Linked DNA regions of Drosophila melanogaster: region 2 is linked to region 1. The links are chromatin contacts, called in public HiChIP or PLAC-seq maps. All regions are on one chromosome and are shown on one strand. Each heading gives the region's core, a stretch centred on a gene start, on an enhancer-like site or on the middle of the called end of the contact. The rest is flanking DNA. Distances are from core to core; before and after follow the strand shown.

Region 1 (5,171 bases), core at 1,465-3,964:
TACTTTCTTATAATAGTAAATATAACTAAAATTATGTCGCATGTTTACTCTGCCATTTAACAGAATGCGTTTTTTTTTAAGCACATAAATCAGTCGATTAATGTATAGTATTTAATTCGCAATCGAGCTGTTCTTCGTCATGTTCGCGATAACCATTCTCTTTTGACCCGCATTGTGGAGCATTGAATCCAAGGCCTTCCTTCACTAAGCACCGTTGATCCAGAAGAATCTGAAATCGGTGCCAGCGAAAGGCTTTCATTTCGCTTATCGGCTTTCTACTGTTTGTTTCCTCGTGGCGTCTTTTAATTGAAAATGTGTGAAAAGTAGAAACCACTGGCAAAGTGTTACCAAAAAAAATTCAGTTTTCTGAAGAGGTAGAATCTTAGAGTGCTATTCGTTCGTATTGCATTAAAAGTCAGTCGCATTTCGCGCTATAAATGTCGTCCTTGCATTGGGGGCACACTTAACTCGATTAAATTTGCCATCTGAAAGGGGTTATGGAAATTGGAAATATGGAAACAAAATTGTTTTATATTGGTCGTGTTTTACTTAACTGCCTTTTAATGCAGCCACCCATTCGGCCACCTTTTCCATTATACCGGCATGAAAAACACAAGCGAGGCACGGATATACATACATACATATATGTATGTACATATAGCTATTGAATGCCGATTATGTATTTAATAAATATGCTCAGATATTTAATTTCAACAGACAATTGGAAATACGAATGTACAGCTTAACATTAATTTGAATTGTACTTAGGTTTAGTCACACATAAGATAGGACGCAAAATGCATATCTTACTGGAATTGTTAAAATATATCATTAGTCGAGGTTCTAATCAGCTGTCAATAGCTGTATATCACCGTATCCCTTTGTCGTTCGTCTGGCTGTGTATGTGTGCGTGTGACTGTGTGTGTGTGTAGGTCAAGTGCAGGCGTTGACAAATTGTCGTCGGTGTTTGCGTGCTGTCTTGCACAATCCTGTTTGCATTTGACAGGCGATGGCATAAAATAACAATAATGATGACAGCACCTGGCCTGCACTCGAGCGCCATCTATCCCATTTCCATTTGCCTGCTCTCTGCACAGTCTGCCCCCCTTCGAACGGACAGTGAAGAGCAGAACCACTCATACATTGCCATCAACGTGTTCCAAAGGCCAGTGTTGACACTATATTAGATAGGAAAATTGCTTATGGCATCGTTTAAACTTTTAAAGTGTATCTTCAGTTTTTATTAAGGCATACGTAGGTATCGACAAAGACAACTTATTTCATTCTAAGTTCTACCTCTTAGACAATAATGACATATTTTACTATTCTTTTTTTTTTTTGCTGAAAATCGTATTAAAAGAATTAGGATCACATTAAAATGCCGAAAATAATGATTAACGACACAAGTACGACACAACTAGCTATAAACTAGCTAGCTTCTCAGCACAACTTATTGTGCGTGACGTCAGCGTTCTACGTGCTGCGTGCTACGTGCCGATGTCCCTGTCTCTCTTTCTCGCTCTGCCTGCGTCTCTGCCGGCGTCGATTTTCACACGCTTCAACTTCGGAGGCTATTGTTATTGTTTTTACTGCTCTCGGGCATTCGGGTTCGTTCGTCACTGGTCGTTTGGCTTTCTGGCTTTCTCGAAAAGAAGGTGCGAGAAATTGCGTTAGGAACTTGGGAGTCGGGAGGATCCACAGAGCGGGTATCTGCTATCATTAGTTGCATTTTTATTTGGTAACGAAACACACGCGCTATTAAAACTTTGGCCTTGGCGACCTGATGTACCTCCACTCTTGTACCTTAGATCTTTTTTCCCAGCACATTTTTAGAACCCCTGTTTACCAAAACAAATTTTAACGTAACACTTCTTGAAACAAAAATAATAATAAAAAAAAATCGCGGCGGATATAATGTATAAAATAAAATAAAAACAAATCCAAATAATAACGGCTTGAAAAGTGAAACGGACAACAAAGTTATGGAGTTCAAATACAAACTTCCACCGCAAAACTATTGTAATAACTTTAACAATTTGCATAGTATGTTAAATAAGCAAAATGAAGAAATTCGAAAAATGTTGCCAACAGAATTAGTTAAGCACGCGTTTAAAATGAGCTTTTCATAGCTGTCCGGAAATACCGATTGCCGCGTTTACCAACACTGCGTATCACTGATCATAAATAACGAACTGTGATCAAAAAACAATAGATTCGTGAAACAAACTCAAAGTGATGAAAGTGCGCCAGTAAAAAGTGTTTGTGTTCGAATGCTCAATAGCTTTTCTTGATTTACCTTTGTGATTGCAGCCCGTCAAATGAAGAATTCGAATAGAATAAAATAACTGAAGGGAAAAACGGAAGTAAAAAGGGAAAAACGCCTTGGAAAAGCGGGCGCCTTGGACAAACTGTAACTGAACCAAGCGAGAGAAATATTTAAAACAAGAGTTGCCTTAACAATAGAACTTCCTTGTTGACTTACATATACATATATACAAAAACATATACAGTGTACATATATACAAGAATATTATATACAAAAGGAACAACTAAGAGAGAAGAAGCAAAACCACAAAACAAATATCACGGAAAGCAGGAGCATACAAGTCAGAAATATATTTATTTTTTATACGAGTGACGAAAAGAGGAACCACTTGGAATCGCAATTCGAAAATGCGCCTAAAAGAGACCACAAAAAAGTCGACGCCATCAGCAACAACATCCGCTCACAGTCATAAAACGGTACCGCCCTCCGGCGGTTTGCTGAGTACGCTCCACATATCGCCGTCACTGCATCAGTTGCCGCTCTCCGTGCAGCTTCAGCACCAGTTGCACCACCAGCAGCAGCAACAACAGCAGCAGCCGCTGCAGCACCCCTTGCCACATCAGCCACATCAGCTGCAGCACTTGCTGCACTTGCAGCACCAGCAGCAGCAACAGCAGCAACACCAGCAACGCTGCTCCAGCGTGGGCAGCACCAGCAGCAGCGGCACCTGTGAAACCGACCGCTCCTACCAGTCCGCCGGCTCCTGCTCATCGGCGCTTTCGCCCGCCGGCGGCATCGGTGGCATTGGCGGCATTATGCCCGGCCTGGCCGGGGCGACGGGCGACGCACTGGGTCCAGCTGGAGCTGTAGCGGGATCGCCGGGCGACGAGGCCTCCGCCGCCGCTGCACTGGCGGCCAATATTGCCGAGTCTTTCACGTTCCTGCAGCAGCATGCGGCGCATCATTTTCGCGACATTTTGTATGCGGCCCACATGCTGGGAAGAGGTAAAGGAGTCACCAACACCACCACCACCACTGCCGTCACTGGTGGGCGGGAGAAGGCGGGGAAGATGCAGCATGTACACGTATCTTTTAGGGGGGTTTCGTTGCACGACCTGCTGCTGTGGGCAGCAGCAAACTGGAGCCGCTCAACTGGTTTCGCTAGCTTTTTTTATTTTCAATTTTTTCGGCCAGGCCAACTTTCACTTTATGCATTGCTGCCGCACTTCACTTCACGTCGGCTCGAATTGCACTTGCCTGCCTCCCCGCTCAGAAAAAAGATCCTGAATGGCAAATAGTATTTTACAATCCGGGGGTATCCTTCTTGCACCCTAAATTTTCTATGGCTTCCAGTTGAAGTGCAATCGATAAAAGGATCGTCCTAAACACCTTATTAACTCATTTATGCTGGGAGATTCCTAGTGGGTTAAACTGGAATCCAGCTATTTAATATCGCAAATTTGATCTAATTCGTGATTCGTGATTGGTATCGTCCCCAGCAATAGTTATAAATCAATTATCAAAAGCATGGACTATTTGAATAACCAAAACTTCATCTAATCAGTTCGCAAATAACGATAGTGTAAATTGCACTGAAAATTATTAAACCATTTCACTAATGTCGTACTATCCTTTACTTCCATTGCAGGTTACTATCAGCCGGCTGGACCGCTGATATCGCCGCATGTGATCGCCGCACCTCCGCCGCCTGCGCAAGTGAAGAAGCTGCAGGAGGAGGACGGTCCCGTTTCAGCCGCCGGTTCGCCCACGCAGCTGCAACAGCAACAGGCGGCCGCTGAAGCCGCCGCCGCCGCCGCCGATCAGGCGGCAGCCCAATCCCAGTCACAGTCGCAGGGCCAATCGCACGGTCACGCCCATAGCCACGCCCACAATCCGCAACAGGCGCAGCATCCGCCGCAACCACAGCCGTATCCGGCCGGCGCCGTGGCGGCCGCAGCAGCGGCAGCCGCCGCCCACCAGGGTGTGCCCTACTCCCGCTCGATGCACGCGGCCCAGATGCACTACTCGACCGGCTATCCGCCCAACTACTACGCTCCATATCCGGGCGAGGTCATGTGCTACTCGCCGCCCACCTACCCGCCCTACTTTTCGAGCAAGGTCTATCAGCCGTCGCATCCCGCTCATCCCGCCGCTCATCCGCAGGGTCCGCCGCCGCCGGGCGCCTATCGCCGTTACCCCTACTATCAACACGCGGGTCCGCCGCCGCCGCACGAGCTCTACGAACAGCAACCGCCCCCGCCGCCCGTCTCATCCGGATCGGTGTCCGGGCCGGCGCAGCAGCAGCCGCCCACTAGCAGCCCAGCATCTGTTGGCGCAGCCGGAGCAGGAACAGCGGGAGCACCATCTGGCAGCCAGTTGGTACCGGCCCATCAGCAACAGCACCAGCAGCAGCACTTGGAGCACTATCCGGGACCGCCTAGCTACTACGCCGGATACAGTCCCGGCGGAGGAGCATCCGCCGGTCAGTGCTACACGCGTGGACTGCAAGGACCGTATATGGGTAAGGAAAAGTATGGTCCAGTCCCGGATGCATGACAGCCACTGCGAAGAGTTGCCAACAAAGCTAGCCAAGATGCGATGGGTCTGTAGCGGTGCAAATTGTAATGCAGGATATCAAACGTAAATTCAATACTGGATTATCCTGAAACACACACAACACAGAATGGTTAAAGAGTCTTTAATAATGTAAAATACTAGTAGAAATAGAGTGAATAAGTTAAGGTCTAGTTTTCAATACTCAAACGAACAACATTTTTTTTTTTTGTTTTTAACTTTAAACTGAAGATTAGATTTCGGATAATATCAAAGACTTCTAGTTGGCAACACTTCTTAGTATGTGCGCACACGTTTTAATATCGATCCAATTTTGTTCTTCGCAGAATAT
Region 2 (5,220 bases), core at 962-3,461, 120 kb after region 1:
GGTTTTATGCCACTCGCATAATACACAAGGATACACTCGCGCGCTCGTGTGTGTGTGTGTGTCTGTGTGCTGTGAGTGTTTGTGTGTGTGTGTGTGTGTGTGTGTGTGTGGACGCGCCCCTTTTTGCCTATTTTATGGCCGCCATTAAAGTTTACTTAGTGGCCGGCCATGCAACCCAGCAGAAATCCCCGAAAAGAGGCGACACCAACCGCAAAACAAGACGTCAAAGGACATCGAGGACCTTGAAAACGGGCGGCAGAGGACTTGTGCGCCATGTGGGAGGTGGTGAGCTGCGTAAAAGTCATCAAATAATTTGTTTATGTTGCCAAATGCTGCACTCGCGACTGCCTGTCGTTTGCGCTTTAATATTTCAAAGTACATAAAGTGCGGAAAATGGGAAATGGAAAATGGACAACGGAGCTGCACGGGTCGCACTGGGATTTGGATGCAGGGCCATCCACTAATTGCATCTCAAAAGAGTCCAAACTGAAAACTCACAATGTTACATCGAGAAAGAATGAATTAGAGTTGGTTCTCTCTTGGCAGTTACTTACTTACTGAATCGACAAATATACGTTCTTCCTTTTGTAACTGTGGGAATGATTTTAAATATTCATTTATTTATCAGAGAACTTTAACAATGCTTTTCACTTTTCGAGAAAGAAAGAAGGAAAGGATATGAAATGTGGCTATTGAATCATACGACTCATTTAGATCTAAATTTCAATACCTGACACTGACACTCATTTCTTTCAGTGTATCGCAGCAGCCATAGATTATTTTGCAGCGCTGGTAATAAAGTTAGCGTAACCTCGACAGTGTCAAAGCCAAGGAGCTGGCGACTATTAAACGAGTTTCGCGTACATTTTCTTATGCCACGCAGCCAGACAATGTTAATTGAACTGGCTGCCGTAATAGACACGCACACACACATAGCCGCGAATACACTGTGGGAGAAGCGGATGAATGTGGGTGAATGTGGGCGAAATTGGGCGAGAGTGGGAGGCACGGGCTTTTAGCCAAGTGGCAGGCACTTGATGCTGTTGCTTCTGGCTCGTTTCTGGGCCCCATGAGAAGCTCAGGGCAATTAATTGACTTATTTATTAAGTTTATTGTCTGCCCGGGTATACGTGTACATGTATGCGTATGTGCTTACGCTTACGTTCCTATCTCTCTCACTTCCTGTGTTGCCGTCTCTTTCGCTTGGCAATGTCGCAACAATTTTAGCGTTTTTGTGCGCCATTTTTAATAGCCTCGGACTTGCCCCCGAAGACCAAGTAGCTCCATACTTGTACACATTATGTGTCGTATATATTCTATATACATATATACATTTATATATGTATGTATATGTGTATATATATACATATATATGGGCTATGTGCACATACGGGTGTGCGTTCGCTGCCTCCTTTGCCTTTTCATGTTTGTTGTTGCAACAAATTAGTTGTCATTAGCGTCGAGGGAAATTCTGTTTTAAGATGACTTTTCCAGCCCCTTGGCGGCATATTTTCGCCTTGGTTATTGGATATTTATATGGCCATCGTGCATGAAAGCGGTAATAAAATACTCTCGCCAGCCGGCAAAGAAGACATCCATCCGTTCGCTGATTGAATCTCGGCTTTTTCCATATTGGAATGGGACTTTCGATGGGGAGGGGGAGGGGGGGGATCCGATTGGGAGTGCCACTGGCATTGGGCCACAGGGTTTTGGGCCAAATCAAAATCTGTGTTAATTATTCAGGCACCGCTGGGTGAGCGGCCAAATGAAAAGGCGACCAGAAACCGAAATCTGCGGTCCGTGGTCTTCAATCCGGCCGGAAGTGCGCGCTTTAACTCGCATGCGTGCCGGAGATGGCAGCCGCCGGGGACCGGCGACAGGAAGATGGGTGGGAGGGTCAGAGGTCGGAGGTCGGAGGTCGCTGCTTCCTAGAGAGGAAGTGAAAGTGGAGAAGATTGCAGGCCATACTTTTTATAGCTGCCATTTAGCCCACCCACTTGTATCCGCCATCCACCATCCGCCGGAGCAGCTGAAAAGTTTCTGCCCTCGGCCGATTTCATGCTGTTAGATTATTTATTTGAATTGATGTGCGGCCTGCGGTTCAGTGCGGTTCGCTGCCTGACAAGGATTTATAAGGATACACTGCGATGCGCACACACAACCGCACACACATGTAACCAGCAGCCAAGTGCTGAGAACAAAGCGTTGCCTGCTTTCGGGCGCATTCAAGTTGGCTTAGTCAACAAATTGTTTCTGCAGCCCAAGAAGGCTGACTGGGGGTCACTGCAGACTGCAGGATTCGCAAAAGCCACCAACTAGGGATGGACATGGCAAAACGTTATCCTTTTAAGACGCGATAGTAGTAGCTATGGCTTCATAAGCATTTCTCCAACTTTATGTGCCGCTCCATAAATGTTTTTCAGCTATTTGTTTACCTCGATGAAGTAATCTTGTTTTTCTAATAAAAAAGTTTGTTTTTTTTTATGGTATTTTCTTAAGAATTTTTGCTATTATTAAAAGAATTTTCCAAATATGATAAGATATTCTTTTGATTGAATTGAGAGTACTCAGTACCTAAGCTGCACCCTTTCACTTCATAAATGGTTCTATATATTTCCTATTTCCTAGCATTAGGTGCGATATTTGTTGCCGATATGTGAAGGCATTCACAGCATCTTCTTCTTTTATCCTCTGACATCCCTAAGTTCAATTTTTCGGGTGTTTACTGGTGGCTTTCGCCGCAGTCCGTTTGCTTAGCCACTTGCCGGCATTTTAGCCGCATCGTCGTGGAGCACTCTCCCCTCAAGTGGCTGGCCGGAGTGCAGGGAAAAGGCTTTCGAGTCTTGGCAGTGGCCCAAATGAGTGAAGGATCCCAGATGACAGGACATGCAGGTCCTTACACTCGGGGGCCAGTAATGAACCGAATGGACCCAACGTCACCTCCTCCGATGAGCGGCACTTAAGCCGGGCCAAGCATTTGCCTGCAACCTTTTAAATGGCCATTAAAATTAAAAAACTTTACGCCCCCACTCAGCTCGACTCCTCATCCGGATTGCCACCCATTTGCTTCATTCCTACTGCAACTCTTGCTCCTCTGGCTCCACTTCACATTGGTCCTTCCTTATTTGCCTGGCCTGTCCTGGAACAAGTTGCGGAAAACTCTTTTTATTGCCTGCCACATGGAAACAGTTTTTTGTGTAGTTTGGCAGTTTCTGGCCCCGGGTGGCCATGATGCCAGGTTGCCAGGCAGCCAGGCAGCCAGGTAGCCAGTTTTCCAGGTGGACAGGTGGGCAGGATAGTGGCAGGACCACGCCCACTACAAGCTTGTTTACAGTTTTATTTTGCTGCTGCCGGAGTAGTCATAAATGCTCCCTCCATCTGCAGCACATTCCGGAAAATTGCGAAAATCATTGCGGGCGAGTTTAAAGTTACAGGGCTCGGAAAACTTTTCGCCGACACCTACGGGACCACCCAGCATCCTGTTGTTTTGGCCAGAACTCAAAGCGAAGTCCCATTCGATCCAATTATCAAAGGCATGCATAATAAAAGGGGTTGACGACACTTGGCCGTGTCAGTGGCACTGCCGCAACTGTATTTCAAATTTTTTAGCCACGCACAAAATATGATTACACAGGATAACAGAATGGAAATTGGTAAAATGACCAGGTTTTATGCGTTGAGAACTATGTTTACACATATGGGCCAACTGCATTCTTGGCTTTTGTGTTGCTAACGTGTGTGGTTTTTGGTAGAACACGTTTCCGAGAGAATCACACGTGTCGCATGTTTATGCAATTTGAATAAAAACTGTGGTTTAAGTGGCCAGAGGTTTTTCCACAGCAGCATGCACAAACATTTTACCGACCGTGGTAACTATGTAGATAGTGCGTATGTGAAATGCGACTTGCATTATCCCATTTAAGCGGCGCTCCTCTTTTTGGGGCTGAAATGTCTATCTAATGGAATGTTGGCTTTTAAAGCGTTACAAGAACGGAATAAATACTTCAATAGTCTTTAGGTCTATTTTAGGTAAAGGTGTCTCTTTCTGATTTTTCCTAGCCATCGAGATATATCTTTTTAAAGAAGAATTGGCCAAAAAGTCCTTCGGAAAATAGGTCTGTATCAGCATAATTTGGTGCCGAAATCACTGTCAACGAGTGCCATTTTCATCGGCAAGGCCACTCCGTTTTCCTAAGCGGCTCTTTCTGGGTCAAAGGCTGATTAAGTACCGTTATCGTTGCCGCATATCCGGATGCCAGATACTTTTCCGCTCTTCACTCTGCCAGAGAGCCAGTGGCAGACATTTGGCAGAACTCGCTGCGAGTCCTTTGGCCCCTTCGCAGTGGCTCCCATTCCTTTGGCCTGCGCTTCAAGTGGCTCAAGTGGCCCAGTGTGTGTGTGTGTGTGTGTGTTAGTGTGCGTAAGTCTGTGATTGTGAGCGTACATTAATCAGATTATTTATTTTTGCCATGAACTTATGGCAATTTCTGTTGCCTCTTTACGGCCCCCATCAAGTGTGGGCTATGCGCAAGGACAAGGGCAGTGCAGACCTGAACGATTGACAATTGCCATTAAAGGCTGTTTTCAGAGCACTTTACGTCGCTCATACGCTCCGTGGGCCGAAAGGAAATACACATTTTCCCAGCAGCTCGCAAGTGAGTGCGCCTGCACATGAGGCAGCCTAGATAACAATCCGTACAAACAAGTTCTACGATCTTCAATTGAACTCTCGATTCTTAGGGGGCATATGTAAATATTAAAATTTCTTTTAAGATTATGCAACATTTTTCGTTCGATTTTCTAAATTGTGTATAATGAATTTGTGTTAGCATTTTGGATGCTCTGTTTGCTAGCTCTACGCAGGTGAGTGAATGTTGAGCTTGCCTAGGAGAGCGATAAACCCTGATTAAAGCATTTCATTCATTACATTTGCTCGCCGAAATGCTGTGTGTTATTTTCTGGCCATCCGCCGATCCCCCTAATCCCGCCCATCCTTTTCCATTTCTGGAAAAGTCATCACGAAAACATTGGACAAGCTGCATAGAGAAGCAATTAACAACGAAGCCAAAACATTCAGAGCGAGCAGGGAATGGCAATGGAGCAAAGGAGCATTAGAGAAGGAATCGGAGATATCCCGTACCCGTTCCCAGACGAAAAGCAAACACAGCTCTGATAAGATTAGTGCCCCGAACATGAGGCAAGCTCTCCGACGAGGGCTTT

Evidence for each region. HiChIP or PLAC-seq counts read pairs in DNA pulled down with a chosen protein or histone mark.
Region 2: a POLR2A S2P HiChIP or PLAC-seq map of the Kc167 cell line shows a contact between it and region 1, with 4 times the contacts expected there. The contact joins two enhancer-like sites. A contact is called at or near these places in 5 of 107 Hi-C or Micro-C datasets (the ML-DmBG3-c2 cell line, the S2 cell line and embryo) and 1 of 6 datasets of contacts at active chromatin or transcription factors (the Kc167 cell line).

The regions. Positions count from the first base shown.
Region 1 is chrX:19,896,702-19,901,872 of dm6, forward strand. Hers (Histone gene-specific Epigenetic Repressor in late S phase) reads left to right here. Exons shown (of 9, transcript NM_001272807.1): 5 at 3,915-4,787; 6 at 5,167-5,171. Among named protein-coding and RNA genes, the nearest start is that of amn, 9.2 kb to the left of the region's middle. Within about 2 kb of position 2,715, at least 36 of the 39 cell types and tissues checked have an H3K27ac peak or open chromatin away from gene starts, as enhancers often do. A contact at or near this core is called in the Kc167 cell line, where this site is marked.
Region 2 is chrX:20,017,865-20,023,084 of dm6, forward strand. All of the region lies in intron 3 of Dop2R (Dopamine 2-like receptor), which reads right to left. Among named protein-coding and RNA genes, the nearest start is that of tRNA:Pro-CGG-1-1, 4.6 kb to the right of the region's middle. Within about 2 kb of position 2,212, at least 3 of the 39 cell types and tissues checked have an H3K27ac peak or open chromatin away from gene starts, as enhancers often do. A contact at or near this core is called in the Kc167 cell line, where this site is marked.